Linked DNA regions of Zea mays: region 2 is linked to region 1. Evidence: chromatin contacts called from public Hi-C data. All regions are on one chromosome and are shown on one strand. Each heading gives the region's core, a stretch centred on a gene start, on an enhancer-like site or on the middle of the called end of the contact. The rest is flanking DNA. Distances are from core to core; before and after follow the strand shown. Region 1 holds the start of LOC100304334. Region 2 holds the start of LOC100277277 (Mediator-associated protein 2).

What was found. A called contact is a pair of places that touch in the nucleus more often than the background predicts.
Region 2: a contact with region 1 is called in a Hi-C map of tassel, with 2.8 times the contacts expected there. The contact joins the promoter of LOC100277277 here to the promoter of LOC100304334 in region 1. A contact is called at or near these places in 4 of 25 Hi-C or Micro-C datasets (ear, leaf and tassel).

Annotation. Positions count from the first base shown.
Region 1 is chr3:37,374,016-37,378,056 of Zm-B73-REFERENCE-NAM-5.0, forward strand. It overlaps LOC100304334, which reads right to left and starts at 2,099. Exons shown (of 10, transcript NM_001356615.1): 1 at 1,896-2,099; 2 at 1,619-1,708; 3 at 1,139-1,191; 4 at 891-966. The coding sequence starts at 1,943.
Region 2 is chr3:37,579,754-37,583,794 of Zm-B73-REFERENCE-NAM-5.0, forward strand. It overlaps LOC100277277 (Mediator-associated protein 2), which reads left to right and starts at 2,232. Exons shown (of 6, transcript NM_001407190.1): 1 at 2,232-2,596.

The DNA.
Region 1 (4,041 bases), core at 849-3,348:
TCTATCATGAGGATAACAAGTAACAACAGGTGGCATATAATTGGATGGCCCTTTGCACTTTGCAGTTGGCCACAACAACAACAATGCCAATGAACTATTAAAAAACAATCAGCGCTAGCAAGATAACAAGTAGCCCTAGTAGTCTAGTTTAGAGTAGAAGATTCTGCAATGCTGCAGTGTGCAGAATGGGTTAGTGTTTTCAAGTCGGACGACTTGCTGGTCGTTCCGGCTGATCGACTTGGACGATTAATTGCGATTAATCATGATTAGTCAGACGACTTGGCGATTAATCGTGATTGATCCAAACCGACTTGGACGATTAATCGGACGACTTGAAAACATTGGGTTTTCAGGATTTCATCACTGTTCCATTCTCTCTCTTCTGGACAAAAGAACAATTCACAGCACTTTATTTATTTCAATCCAAAGGGGAAAGCGAAATTAAAGTAGTACACCAATGATGTAACAGCAAAAGATACCAAAAGGCCAGCAATGATCTGATATGCATATGAGGTGCATCTGATGAGAAATTGAGAACATAAAAGCATCTGTTCAATTTTTCTATGCCTTTATTTAATAACATAGAAAGCCACATGTGTAGATGATTGTTCATTTGTTCAATCAATTTCTCAAACCAAAGTGTACTATAATTTTTAGCTCTTAATTTCAACATTTCACATTGATTACTATTATTTTGAAGTAGCCAATTACAACTAGCAAGTGCAAACCAATAATGTTGTATTTTTTTGCATTGATGTATATGGTCAGTACTTGCTAACTTAAACAGACTGGTTACAATTTATCAACCACATAAAGACATGGCATGTACTGTATATCGTTTTAGAGCTAGAGAAAATTGCATGCAGTAACTAAATTGACAAGCAAGAAACCTGTTCAAGCAAGCCCTTCAGGTCTCCACCAACGCAATACTCCAACACTAACCAGAAATGTACGGTTGTCTCATACCTGGGGAAGAAAAGTACAACATAAGTATGCTATGTACTGGGCTGGTCACATACTCTTATAGAGCCATAAAGGAAAAAGGGCATCAACCTATTATGAAACTAGAAATCGTTATCACATTGCAAAATCAGCCAAGCTGAATCTATAGGACAACTCAAACACCCAATAACCTTACCAAGAGTAAAATTTCAGGACATTGGCATGGTCTAAGGAATGGAGCATCCGAACCTGTATAGATAAGTTCAGAAGCAAAATTAGTATGAAAGAACAGAACTAGACAACTAAACAAGTACACGCATGCCAATAGTTGTATAATCATGGTCACAGAAATGAGTTCTCAATCTAAAATCATAACACAGCATCATCATAAGCAAATGCAGACTGTATTATTGTAACATGTCTCCTGTGGGCATCTTATCAGTAATTAGCCACTGGAAATATAAAATCAGCAAGCCTAACTGTCAGAGATTTAAGATTTGGCAGGCCCTGCCAAATATATAGTTCTGCATAGACAGCAACACCTAACCGATCCTTGTAGCTGAATAGGATACATCAAGTCCTGGAGAAAAATTAACAGCCTACGACCACAGAAACCAAAGGTGTAGCGACTCAGTCACGGTGATTCAAGATGCACGCGGGGAAGGAGAGGGCTCACCTCGTTGAGGACCTTGGAGCTCTGCAACTTGTCGACGCTCTTAACAGCGAAGTACTCGATGGTCTTCTTCTTCCGCCCCTTATACACCGTCTTCGCTCCACACAACCACCAGCATCAAATCAAACAACAAACCAGAGAAAAAAACACAAATCGCTCGGGCTGGAACCCAGACCGCCCCGAGTTACCGAGAGGAAAAACACAACGGATCCAGGGCGGAGAGAGGGAAAAGCGGAACTGAAACCATACGGGGCGGGGGAAAGGAAGTGAGGAGAGTTACCGAGTGCTTGCCGCGGCCGATGGCCTCGTAGACATGGAAGTTGTTCATAGTAGAGAAGCAGGAGGCGGAGGCGGGGCTCCCCTCTCGTCGCTGATGAGGTAAGGGTTTGACGTTTGAGACTTGGGATGCCGAGGCCGTGGTAGAAATGGGGGAGGAAGACGGGGAGGGAATGGGGGTGCCTGGTGAGAGAGAGAGAGAGTGGGCGGGATTTTTGAGACGGCCGCTCGCTCGGCTAGTAGGGCCTGTTTGGATGCCAAGTGATCAGGCAACCGAAATCCAACGTCTGAGATTTTTGCCTGGGTCAGGCAACGATTTGAAGCAATGAACCGCCCGTGTCCCGGTGTCCGTGCGTGCGGAGGCGCAGACGCTCTCTTTTTTGAATTTGAAATCCTCTTATCTTCCCTTCTTAACGTTGTTTGGTTGCGCCTTTTTCATTTCGGACCCTGCGTCAATTTATAAGGTGTTGTTTGGTTAGGACTACATGAATGGATACCACCGTGATCTTAATGGAATAGGTAACAAGCACGGATTTGTAGCATATGAAAACCAAACGTAAAATAATATAATTGTCTTTGCACTGTAATTAGATCTCGGAGCAAGACGAACTAAACAGACTTAGGGCCTGTTTGGTTTAGTGTCTAACTTGCCACACTTTGCCTAACTTTTCTGCATAAGGTTAGTTCTTCAATTTGAACGACTAACCTTAGGCAAAGTGTGGCACAGTTAGCCACGAACCAAACAGGCCCTTAAGTTTTAGTTTGTAGTTTGGCAACAAGGCCCCACTAGCTAGATGTGGACATAAAACCTGAGTCCGAAGCCTAAAATCCAAAATACCTGAACCCATACCTGTTTAGCCTGAAGCCCAGTACCCAAATAGTTCCAACGGATATTAAAACAAAAAACCTGAATTTAGCTTGGGCCTAATCAGGTAATAGCGTGTAGATCCCGAATTACTCATTTAACCCGAAATATCATAGCCTCGTGTGCGCACTAGCTATAGTAGCAGGTCGCCAGCCTGCCAGCGTGTTGCGCCTAGTGGCTAGTGGCCCAGTGCCCACACCCTAGTACCCCACGCCAGTACGCCATGCCCCACGGCCTAGCTAACTAGCCAAGTCGTCCACGCCCACTCGCCCGAACAGTGAGACAACAGACAGACGCCCACACCCGAGACCCTAACCCTAGCCAGTGAGCCATTGTGTCGTACCGTCGTGTGCTGCTACCTGTATCGTGTGCTGCTGCAAGCTAGAATGCGTACTGTGCTGCTAGTCCTGCTACTGTGTTGTGTGGTTGTGTACTGTTGGAATGTGTATTGTCGTAGGCCTGTAGTGCTGTGTTGTGTTGTGTTGTGTGAACTGTGGACGACTAGACTAGATGTGTGTGCTCTCTGCTATGTGTGAGTCGAGTGACTGGTGTGAGTGATTGGAACTGGAATTTTGTATATATTGTTCGATGCATGGTTGGTAAAATCGGGTAATTTACTATTACCCGAACCCATTCCCGAAATTACGGGTACTCGAAGGTTTGGATACGGGTTTGGGTTTAGCTGTTTGAAACCCGAAATATAAAAAACCCGAAAAGCCCAACCCGAAATTTCGAGTAAACCTGAATGCCCAGCCAAACAACTAGCCCAGAGAAGGTTTTTCGCACGTGTAATTTTGGTGACTTTTTATTGGCACCTCTACCACATGGATAAGATCACCAATTAGGTAAATTTGTCTCTAAAATATATCGTCGGATAGGAATACATGTGGATAGTGGTGTGGATCGTGTCTAGTGGGTCGGTCTAGGACACGATAGAAAATGAGTTTGTGCTGGCCTAGCATAAGACTTGGGCCGACATGCAGTGTCTGGTATGATTATATTTTAAAATTTAAAATTATTAGTGTATGTATATTTATAACATATATTTTAATATAGCATAAATAAATATGGTATGCACTGGTTAGTAGAGGATAGCTTCCGTTCTCTACCACGGTTTGAGCCCCCTATGTGCCGCCCCATTTTTTTGGCCATTTTCACCATTTATTCGAATGGGACACGATGGGCATGCAGTGCTAAAGAACCAGTCCAAGCGTGTCGTGGTAAAAATGCTAGCTTAGCGTTGAGTCATGAAGGGCGTTTTGCTAATATTGGTGGCATGTCTTTC
Region 2 (4,041 bases), core at 982-3,481, 210 kb after region 1:
TCAGGCCGGTCAGTGGAGCGGCGAAGTGACGGCGGTCACTTCGGCTCTTCCGGGGGGCGTGAGTCAGGATAAAGGTGTCAGGCCACCTTTGCGTTAAATGCTCCTGCGATTCGGTCGGTCGGTGCGGCGATTTAGTCAGGGTTGCTTCTTAGCGAAGGCAGGGCCTCGTGCGAGTCGGAGATGTGTCCGCCGTTGGAGGGGGGCCTCGGGCGAGACGGAAATCCTCCGGGGTCGGCTGCCCTTGTCCGAGGCTAGGCTCGGGCGAGGCATGATCGAGTCGCTCGAATGGACTGATCCCTGACTTAATCGCACCCATCAGGCCTTTGCAGTTTTGTGCTGATGGGGGTTACCAGCTGAGAATTAGGAGTCTTGAGGGTACCCCTAATTATGGTCCCCGACACCGTCGGAGGGGGGGGGGGCCTCGGGCGAGACGGAAATCCTCCGGGGTCGGCTGCCCTTGTCCGAGGCTAGGCTCGGGCGAGGCGTGATCGAGTCACTCGAATGGACTGATCCCTGACTTAATCGCACCCATCAGGCCTTAGCAGCTTTATGCTGATGGGGGTTACCAGCTGAGAATTAGGAGTCTTGAGGGTACCCCTAATTATGGTCCCCGACAAGTAGCATCAATCTTGCATTCCGTGTAGGAATTTCAAATGGTGGTGTGGATATGACTACAAAACATCCTCCAACTGTAAATAATTACCAAACAAGTAATAATGGCTCCGAATGTTTTGAGCTATTTGTTAGGGAGATGACAAATGCTTCTCACATATATGATGCATGAGCTCGTGCATCCAAAGCTTTAGAGGCTTTGGAGCCGGAGAGCTTGGGCAGCACCGACATATACTTAGCCTATTGTAGTTAGTTTTACTTAAATAAATAGTTAAAGTTTCGGTCTGTATCTTGCATATAATTCACACCAATTTTATTGTTGGATTTTGTGTACGGATGGAATGAAGGATGAGTAGTTCTGGTTGGTCAGCTCTTTCCTATATTTGCTTGGGCTCACATTGGTGTATTTTTTCCTATTATTTATACTATTTTATCTTGTGGTCCATGGATGATAAACTATATGTAAGATTTGATTTGTCGTATCGTTAGCACGGGCATCTTACTAGGGAGTGTTTGCGTATTCAAATACATTGCACTACAGTACTTGCGTGAATTTTCACGACAAATGACTAAGGCGTTTGTGGATATTGAATGTTTACTTTAGCTTAATCAATCTTGTGGTTTTTAATGTTATTTCTGTTGTCCACGCAAGAAGATCTGCATCGTGTTTCGCAAGATGGACACGTCTATTACATTTCACAAGACGTGAGCCACCAATGATAGCCCGTCATTGATACAGACGAGCAGCTCATTGACACGGACGAGCAGCAATAGATCTCTCAATAATTTGTGTGTCGTCGCAACGCACGGGCACTTAACTAATATATATATATATATATATATATATATATATATATATATATATATATATATATAACAAATACATCAAACATTGCATGAATCCATTAAGTATCTAAAATTAATTTTAATTTGGGATAGAATGAGTACATAACATATCTACGCCGCAGACATTTTTGATTATATGCTTTCCATCAGGCTAAAACACGATGCCCTACGTATCAATGACAGTGTTTAACAGAGAAGCGACACAGAGACCTACTAGGAGCTACACACCACCTTACCTACTTACAACTCACCAAATATACCATTTTGTAGTATGTTGAATGCCACGAGTAACTGTAGATCTAATCCCACTTGATCGCAGCTAGCATTTTGGTGTAGATGGAACATTGAGATAAGCTAGATGGTACATACAATTCTTCATTATCTGAACATGCCACCTATGTAAATATCTACTGGTTGTGCTAAGTTCTAAACTCTGCCTTTTGCAACATAGAAGACGTTGGCATAAACTAAATATTAGCCAAAACTATCATATATGTAAATTTATATTAACTACATTGTTGGCTCTACATGGGGGCAACACTCTGGGTGGGCCCACCATGATATATGGGTATTCAAATGAATACCCAAGATTTTAGGGGAAAATAAATACATATAATCAATATAATAATAATAATAAATAAATAAATAAAATAAAAATACATGTTGACGAGCCGTCATCCATGCAGCCCATCAGATTACCATAGCCCAGCAGCCCAGTAAGCCCACCAATCTGGCAATCTCTCTCGCACAGAGACACTACTAGCTTGCTTTCTCCTATCTCCACTGCCGCCTAGCCCTACAGTCAACCGCCGCCAAGCCCGGAACCGGCTGCCGCCACCTGCTAGCACTCGCCACACGCGCGGCGCTGGCGTGCCCTCGCCGCCGACAGTGTCCCGCCCCCGCCGTCGGCCGACCCCTCGCGGCCTCGCCCTCGACGATCGGCCCTCGCCGGCTCGACGCGTGACGCCGGCGCCGCCACCCACCGTCCGACGGCCTAGCCGGAGTCGGACGCCCCCGGGCTCGCGCCTCGCCTTCCAACAGTCCAAGCGCCGCATTCGCGCGTGGCCAACCCCAAAGTCTGAAGTTCGATCCACATCCACCGATCCGCAGAGGCGCAGACTACAGGTCTCTCCTACAGGTAGCTTCGTTGCTTTAAGCCTTCAACAATTTAAATGCGATGAACTGATGATTTTTTAATTCTCTAATTGATAGATAGATTAATACATCAATCAGGAATACCATTATATCGCTTCACAAATAGCAGTATATTGTATATGTACAGTTCATCAAAGTCGAACTGTATGGTACTCCTATTTACTATTTACAGTTCATGAGTTGTTGTTTTCTTTGTTGCGGAAAAATAATTATTATTACGAAAAAATGGGGGCAAGGATTCTTGAATGGTTGTTTGGTTACATTTATTGAAATGAAATTCTTTTTACAAGCCAAGGATAAAGACATATCGTTCGTTTTTTTTAAAATATGAAGGATCCAAAACTTGTATTGTACTATAACTTTCTTATAATCTAGATATTTACTATCCTTTATATAGTTTAAATATTGGTGCTTATCACTACTCACTAGTATTGAACAATTTTATGCTCATCTAAGACCAAATTTTGCTTGATATATATCATGTGTTTGCTATGAAATTGTTGTTATGTAAATATATAATATATTGTGATATTATACATACCAAATAGTTAGACTTTATATGGTATTATGTATACCAAAAAAATTTACCCACTTACCAATTTTGAATACCCATCATTTAAATCCTGAACCTGCCACACTCGTGTTCTAATCTTTGCACAATTTTCACCTCTATCTTTAATTTGTACTCCCTCCGTTTCAAAACTGTATTCGATTTACCTCTAGATTTTTATGTCTATATTTAATTAAATGATGATAAATCTAGACACACATATAGTCATGGAACACATACACTAAGTATTGTATGAATCATATACAAAAGCAAAACAAAATTTATTTTGGCACTGAGGGAGTACTGTATATTCAGCATATTGTCACTGTTACATTAGACACGCGTAGAGCGCGCACACCATACTAGTTAAGCGGATCATATTTCTTCACAGCCTTCTCTGCTCTACGAGCCCTTTCAAGGCTCCCATCTGACAGCGTGTATGTCGGTCTGTACCCGTCCGAGCCATCACGCAGAAGCTTGTTTGGAACAGTGTTATGTATGTTGCCAAAAGAAGTGTACCTGAAGGCGGAGCAACCATAACTAATTAGATGCACGATGATGCTCGCTAAGAGATTTTGAACATACACTGAAAAGAACGTACCCTTGAATCCTTGATCATAGAGGATGCAGTAGTAGGGCCAGCCTGGCGAACTAGGGGAGAACTCTTGTTGACCGACCTACAACAATGTCGCACCGTAATTACCATCATGAACCCTCAATTTGTTGCAAAATGGAATAAACCATAAGAGGTGTAGAATGACAACAAAATGGATTAAAACAGGATCATCAATTTAAGGGAGTCACCGTGTTGGGATCGCCGTTTCCAGTGGCAAGACGTAACTGCACTGCACAACACGGGCAAGTTTTTAACGGTTTGG